Regions from separate parts of the Mus musculus genome. Here region 2 is linked to region 1. A link is a contact called in public HiChIP or PLAC-seq data. All regions are on one chromosome and are shown on one strand. Each heading gives the region's core, a stretch centred on a gene start, on an enhancer-like site or on the middle of the called end of the contact. The rest is flanking DNA. Distances are from core to core; before and after follow the strand shown. Region 1 holds the start of Tnrc6b (trinucleotide repeat containing 6b). Region 2 holds the start of Gtpbp1 (GTP binding protein 1).

The links. HiChIP or PLAC-seq counts read pairs in DNA pulled down with a chosen protein or histone mark.
Region 2: a contact with region 1 is called in an H3K27ac HiChIP or PLAC-seq map of cardiomyocytes, with 5 times the contacts expected there. The contact joins the promoter of Gtpbp1 here to the promoter of Tnrc6b in region 1. A contact is called at or near these places in 2 of 39 promoter capture datasets (the 3T3-L1 cell line and liver), 3 of 115 datasets of contacts at active chromatin or transcription factors (cardiomyocytes, embryonic hindbrain and pancreatic cancer cells) and 1 of 9 other capture datasets (liver).

Annotation. Positions count from the first base shown.
Region 1 is chr15:80,709,167-80,712,896 of GRCm38.p6, forward strand. Tnrc6b (trinucleotide repeat containing 6b) reads left to right here and starts at 2,147. Exons shown (of 25, transcript NM_144812.3): 1 at 2,147-2,322.
Region 2 is chr15:79,689,226-79,692,955 of GRCm38.p6, forward strand. It overlaps Gtpbp1 (GTP binding protein 1), which reads left to right and starts at 1,671. Exons shown (of 12, transcript NM_013818.2): 1 at 1,671-1,873. The coding sequence starts at 1,682.

The DNA of each region.
Region 1 (3,730 bases), core at 897-3,396:
TAATGGACTCTATTCCAGTTCCAGGACACCCAGAGTCATCTTCTGGCTTCCATGGCAACACACACACACACACACACACACACACACTCAACATAGATACAAATGCACATACATGTGAATAAACATAGAAGTAAATATTTTTAAGTAACATAAAAACAATCAACTCTGAAGGCTGGGAAGGTCTGAACCCTTGACATTTCTCACTGTGTTTTCTGGTTTCTGATCTCTGTTTTGAACGCTAGTGTGAACTCTGTGCTTGGAGTCATCAGATTTCACCTCTTTAGGTCCTTTATTAGACTTTGACTTATGATTTCTCTCCTGCCCTTGAATTATCCTAGGAATACCTGCCATTTGCTCTTAGTTGATGTTTGTGAAATACCTTGTCTTCCTCTGCTGGAAGGGTGTAAGTGCTGAGCCTACTGCTGTGTTACAATGGCTGTTTCATTGTTAAGCCAGTGCCAGTGAGATTACACAACAGCTTGGATAGGGAAGGGGAACAAGGGCTATGAACCCCCTCACCTACAAGGGACAGGGATTTGGGATGGTAATACGCTAACATGCCCAGATGTGGGTTAGAGTCCAGCATAGGTTCCTGGAGATCGTTTCGGTCCCAGAGGCTGGAGGCTGGTACTCTGGCAGTGGGTCTTAAGCATTCTGCCCTCCCCTGGCTGAAATGTGGAGTCGCTTCCATTAAAGCTGTCACAGAGAAAGAATCCTGTGGCCAGAAGCCAGGAGAACACACATGGCTTGCTCGACATCAGCGGCTCTGGAAGCTTTCCTGGAGGCAGAGGACTGTTCCATTTGCATGCAATCAATTATTTCTAAAGGGATGGATTCTTTATCTCACTCTAGACTTAATTTCTCCTAATTTCGAATTCTTTATTCTTTCAAAGGAACAAGCTAAAGATGGTCAGAGGTGTGTATGAGTGTTGCTTGGGCACATAAGTATGGTAAAAAAATGACCATTTACAAAGACAAAGAAACAGAATATAGATTTTATACGTGCTTCTTGTCAGGAAAAATATACTGTTTAACTTAGAACAGGGAAGAATGGTGCCTAGGAGGATATGATGACAATCTTTCTAAAGTTAGTCTCCAATAATGTTAATGACAAGGTTTCTAATTGCCAGAAACTGAGTAATTTAGGTTCTGAAGGAAACAGTTTTAAGATACTGGGTTGACGGACGGATACTATTCAGAGATACTAAGGCATGTATAGAAACGAGTCAGACAGGCCTAGAAACCACCTTATGTCCCAAAACTTCTTTCTAAATGGGTGACCTTGGATAAGTCTCTTAACCTCTTTTGGCTTTGCTTCCTGTAAAATTACTGTTTAATCAGAATAGTTTCTGTAAAGAATTGGGGACCGTATTTGGAATAAAATACAATAAATGATAGTAGTTATCACTGTCAACTTTCAATGACTAAAGATGCCCCGCTCCTCAGCCAAAACGTAGTGTGGAGAATCCGGATCTGACGGACAACACGGAAGTGCCCAATAAGAGGCCGGGGTAGGGGGGTGGGGGAAACAGTGGAATCAAACCAATGGCATGGGCCCTTGTTGTTGGCCGCTTTCTGGCTGATCCACCAATAGCTTAAGGATGTGACTTGGGAGCGACACCCTGACAGTCCAATGACGCACAACCAACCCACACTCAGCAATTCGGAGGGGATAAATCAAGGAGCCTGCACGTATAGATTCCGTTATTAGTGCAGTCTCGAATGGTGAAAGGAGCTTGGGGGAAACAGCCCCTGAGAGAGGCATTAGTGAGCTAAAAAAGGGGGAAGAGATGACTGCGCTAGGTGATCTCGGCCGCCATCATGCTCTAGTTTCCCCTTCGTCTCTCTGGGTCCGCGACCGAGGAAGCGGCCTCTGGGATGCTGAGGGGGTGTGTCCCCTCATGATTGGCGCAGGCCGCTCAGCCAATCCCAGCTCGGCAAACGGGAAGCACTTAGCCAATGAGGGGAGACGGCAGCGGCGAGGACTTAAGGGAGGAGGACCAGCGGCTTGACGGGCACGAAAGCTAACCAGTGAAAGCTAGAGGCATCCTGCCTGCGGCCAATGGAGTGGGGCTGTGGGCGGGCGCCAGAGTGTTTGTGTTGTGGTTTTGGGGGAGGGAGGCGGAGGGGAAAGTTTGTTTATTTTGTTTTTAGTTTCTGGGGTCCCCGAGCTTCGGCAAGGTGAAGCGAGCGACCGTGACCCCCCTCGCCTCTCAGCCTCCCCGCGACGACGCCTCCACAGCTTGCGGAGGAGCGGAGACCGCGGTCACCGCTGGGCTCCACAGCGGAACGCCGCGCACTCGGAGCCGGCGCGGCTCAGCGGTGAGTGAGGATCGTGGGCCGCGCGGGCCTGCTCCTTTCTCGGGAGCCGCCAGGCGGAGCGGAGCGGGGCGACCCAGGGTGGGCGACTGAGGACGCCCTCGGGGGCGCGCGGCACGGCCCGCTGAGGTGCAGCGTGTGCGTGTCCTCGCGCGCGCGCGCGCGCGACGGGAGCGAGCCGGGCGGGAGGGGCGGGTTGGGGGGGGCGGGTGGAGAGAGCGCGCGCGACCCGAGTGGGCCGCGGCGGGCCGGGGCGCTTGCCCGGGGCGCGCTGTGGGATCGCAATGTGCAGACGTGAGGCGGGGGAGGGGTGTGTGAGGGACGCGCGGTCACGTCGGTCGCGAGGGCCTTGGTGTCCCCAAGTATTGGGGCCGGGACAGACCGGCGTCACGCGCCTGCAGGTGTGAGCGGAGGAAAGGGCTTCCGGGTGGGCCGGTGGCTGTCCGAGCGCTTCGTGTCGCCTAGGGCCCTCTGAGCTGCAAATGCCAGGCGGTGGGGCGCGAGCATCCGGTGTCCCCGCGCGGCGGGCGTGCAGGCTTATGTGCTGGACCCCGATAGCGAGGTTCCACGGGCATCCCGCGAGAGCTGCGTGCGGTCGGGGGTGGGGTGCTGTGGCGAGGCGATGCTCACTTTGGATGAGGAAACAGACGAGGGGCGAGGGGCGGAGGGATGACAGATTTGGAAAGAGCCTTGGGAAGGGTTTGCTACCTAATGCTGGTAAGGTGCCCTTTAATTCCAAACTAACGGATTTGTTAGTCCATGATGGCTAAATAAATATCTGGTCCAGTGAAATTCACTACAGTGGCTATCACGACACCCAAGAACAGCAGCCGTCTCATCCATCCTTAGTCTTGGACGCAGGTCACCCGTCTGAGACTTTGAGCTTCAAGCTTTCTCCTGTGTCTTTGGGCTGCTTGGATTCTGAATAAAGAGTACCAACCAAGACTCCGTGAATAAAAACATCATTTGTACCTCCTTCACAGTTAAACATAGCAGTAAGCTGTACAAAAATCACACATCCTAGCCTTTTGTGAAATGTTTCTCTTCGCTTGTGGGAGATTTCAGTTCTTGACTTTAAAACTATGTGTTCGCCGTGGGTTTTGAACGCTCCTTAAAGAGCAGAGCATGGAGACACTTGTATAGCATGAGTATCGATGTAGTAAGTGGGAGGGATATCAGTGTAGTAGTAGTCTCTACAGGTAGGCATATACTGGATAACCAGTATCCAGAATACAGATTAGACTGGTTTGTCCCACTTGGGATGCATGCCTCTGTGTGTTTTGTTTTGTTTTGTTTTGTTTTTGAGACAAGGTCTCATCATGTAGCCTCCGCTGGCCTCGAACTGCTTTGTAGACCAGGCTGGTCTGGAACTTACAGAGATCCACCACCTGCCTCTTTCCTGAATGCTGAA
Region 2 (3,730 bases), core at 421-2,920, 1.0 Mb before region 1:
TCTTTCCCCCCAGCCAGATAGCAATGTATTCTGAAACTGAACTTTTTCTGGCCATACAATGCTAAATAGCAATCGAAGCAATAGAATTAATACAACTGTCACCTCTGATCACCCCCAGCCAAGCAGTGAGCAACCTCCAGTTGAATTCTTAATACTTGGGGATACTGTCAGAATCCACAGATATAGGGTTACGGTCCACAAGACTGCCTCTCACTTTAGGAGTCCGAATCTCTGGGTCTGGAGATATAGCTCAGAGTTTCAGAAGACCTGGGTTGGATTCCCAGTACCCTAATGGAGGCTAACAATCGTCTGCGACTCTAGTCCAAAAGGGTTCCGGTGCCCCATTTAGACTCTACAGGCCCTGCACAAAGGTGGCACACAGACATACACACACACACACACACACACACACACACACACACACCATTCATACAAAATAAAAACAAATCTCAGTAAAAAACCATTAAGGTCAGGTTTCCAGCAGCATCTGCTCACAGACTTGGTAGTACGTTAAAAATGAGGACAAGACTCTCCCCGAATTAGGTGACGGCTATATTGTACCCTTTTCCTTACTTACTATATACATCCTGTGGTCCAATCCCTAAATTTCTCGTACTTCCTCAGGCGGCTGCTCTTTTTTTTAATCTATTACCAGGAGGAGTGGCCAGGTCCAGCCAGCATAATTAGATCTTGGTAAAAAACAGAACTCACCTAATAGTCTAAATTTTTCAGACATTTGAAACGGGAATTTCAGGTACACGAACGGCGGGTTTTTTTTTTTTTTTTTGGACTGGGACTTTCCACAAGTGGCAACTGAAAAATAAGCCACAAGAAACTACCTTGACAGATCCTAGACCTGTGGCTCAGCTGTTCACCAAAAACGTGAGGGGATTTACGCTAGAGTTTGGGCTGTCAACATCTTTCTGTTCACTCAGTTGCTCTCCGAGGAGTCATGAATGGAACTCCCTGAGGTCAGCATTTAATTAATTGTCTTGGTCTGGCGGCTGTAATATTACCACTCCTGGAATACATAGCATCGATTCTACTATAAAAATTGCCTTGCGCATGCCAGCACGCCGGACACAGTGTTGCAGCAACTGCCTTCAATCATTCGGAGTGCCAGGCTCATTTCACAGTTTACTATCTGGGTATGCGGCGGCCAGACGCGCGGGACTTAGGGAGGACAAGATTGGGTCCCGCCCTTGTCCATCATTTTGAGAGGCTCCAGGCGGGACTGTTTTGCAGTATGATTTGGAGGCTGGCCCCGCCTCTGGAAAGTGAGGTGGGGAGTAAAGAATGGATGCCTCTTTTCATTGGATTGTTGTCAAGTCAGTCAAACCTCTGCTTCGCTCCCGTTGGCGGGAAGGATCCAGGCAGGTAGCGTGCACGCTGTGTTGGCCCCACTAGAGGTGGGACCAAGGCTCCCGACCACTACGACGTTTGTTGTTAGGGTTTTGGTCTCATTAATTATTCATTAAAGTATTTGAGAGAGCTGCGACGATTGGTAAATGAGAGACTGGGTCTTCTGTGTCTCCGCTAGAGATACGTGACAGTCTCGGGAGGCGGGGAAGCCGCGCATAAATTATTCTAACAAGAAGGGGCGGGGCCGAGCATAAATTAGTTAAATGAGCCAGGGAGGGAGGGCGGGCGGCCGGCTGCGAATTAGCTTAAGTTCTTAAAGATGGCGGCGGAGCGGAGTCGCTCCCCGGTCGACTCGCCGGTGCCGGCCTCGATGTTCGCCCCCGAGCCTAGCTCTCCGGGGGCGGCTCGGGCCGCCGCGGCCGCGGCCCGACTCCATGGCGGCTTCGATTCTGACTGCAGCGAGGACGGCGAGGCGCTCAACGGCGAGCCGGAGCTGGACCTCACCAGCAAGGTAGGCCCGGGAGGCGGCGGCGGGGCCAGGGGTACGCGGAGGGGCCGGACGGTCTCCGAGGCGACGGCGGGCAGCCGGCTGTCCAGTGGCACGGCTCACGGGAGCGCTGAAGGGATGCAGCCCGCCCACCTGCCGCTCTCCCGAACCTGCCGGGCCCGGGCCCACTCTCCGCACCGGGCAGCGTCCACCCGGCCTCCCGCGCTTCCCGCTCCCGCCTCGATCGCTGCCACTTGGCTCCGCCACGTGGAACGGGGTTCCCGACTCGGGCCGCGCGCCCTGTGTCCCTGTCCCCGTGTGGATCAGCCCGCCCTCCCCAGGAGGGGGGTCCCTGAGACGCAGGGTCTTCCTCTTCTAGGAGCATCCCGGAGGACCAAGTGTCAAGGTGGCTTGGGCAGGGGGCGGGATACTCACGAAGACAGGTAGCCAGTCTAAGGGGTGGCAGCCGTTTCTCTTCCTGGTCTCTGGAAAGTAAACAGAAAGTAGTTGCTCAGTCGGCGAGAATGATGTCCGAGGAGCGTCCTCTTTCCGTGTCCACCCAAATAAAATAAAAAGATGGGACCGACAAGATGGCTCAGCAGGTAAAGGGGCTTGCCTCCTAAGTTTGACAACCTCAGTTCGATCCCCAGGACTCACCTAGTGAAGGAGAGAACTGATTCGTACACCGTGGCACTCGTCGCCTTCCCACACCCTGCCTTGTTATAATTAAAAAAAAAAATAGGCATGACCCTCAGCCTTGCCACTTACGAGTGGAGCCACCTCTTGTATTCATGCAATATGGAAGGGCATCTTTAAGTAGCATCTTCTGCGGTGTTGAGAAGGTAGGCAGAAATGAAGATCTCACCACTTACTTGGCATTGTGGAAAATAAGAAAGTAACTATAAGATGTTACTGGTGTTTAGAAAGTGTCAAACATCACTAAAGAAACTGATGCCAAGGGAGGGACTGGGCTTCCCTTCCAACTGTTGCCATTAAAAGGGTCTGTGACCTTAGGAAACTTTCTTAACCTCTCACTTCTCCAGCATCTCATCAAGAAAATGCAGATGTGTTGCAAAAATTAGAAGAGAGCTGGGCAGTGGTGGTGCGTGCCTTTAATCCCAGCACTTGGGAGGCAGAGGCAGGTGGATTTCTGAGTTCGAGGCCAGCCTGGTCTACAGAGTGAGTTCCAGGACAGCCAGGGCTACACAGAGAAGCCCTGTCTCGCAAATTAAAAAAAATAAAAAAATTAGAAGAGAATGTTAAGACCCATTATAGTCCCAGATGCATATCAGAGACTCACTAAATGTTTGCACTAGATAGATGATGATTCCCTGTGAGGATTAAAAAGCAGCTGGTGGAAGATAGAGCAGCCCCACCCCCTGCGCTTTGTAGGATAATTACAATAGAGATTTTATGGAGCTTTGATGTCTGTGGTCATACTATGCTGAACGAGCCTGATCTCGTCTGATCTCGGAAGCTAAGCAGGCTCGGGTCTGATTACTACTTGGATGGGAGATTTTATGGTGCTTTGAAAATGTGACATCTCATGATGGCAATGCTACATAAAACTTGGCTCTAAACTGGAAAGAACCTTTGCCCCCAACCTAAGTAAGCAATTCCCAACTGTTCTTTCTCCTTCTAATCTCTGCTGGGCCCTTGGAAGCCAACTAGCATCTTTTGTCATGATGGTCCTGTCTAGTGCCTCTAATACCATCATAAGGGTGGCCAAGCTCAGGGAGACCTCCATCCAAGCAAAATGCTAGAGACAATGTAACACTGGCAGCATCTGGGTTACAATTCTAAACTCTGATGAGTCAAATGGCCTGTTGGAAATGTACTGACTAGATGTCAGTGCATGGTCAGGGAGCTGAAGAAACCTGA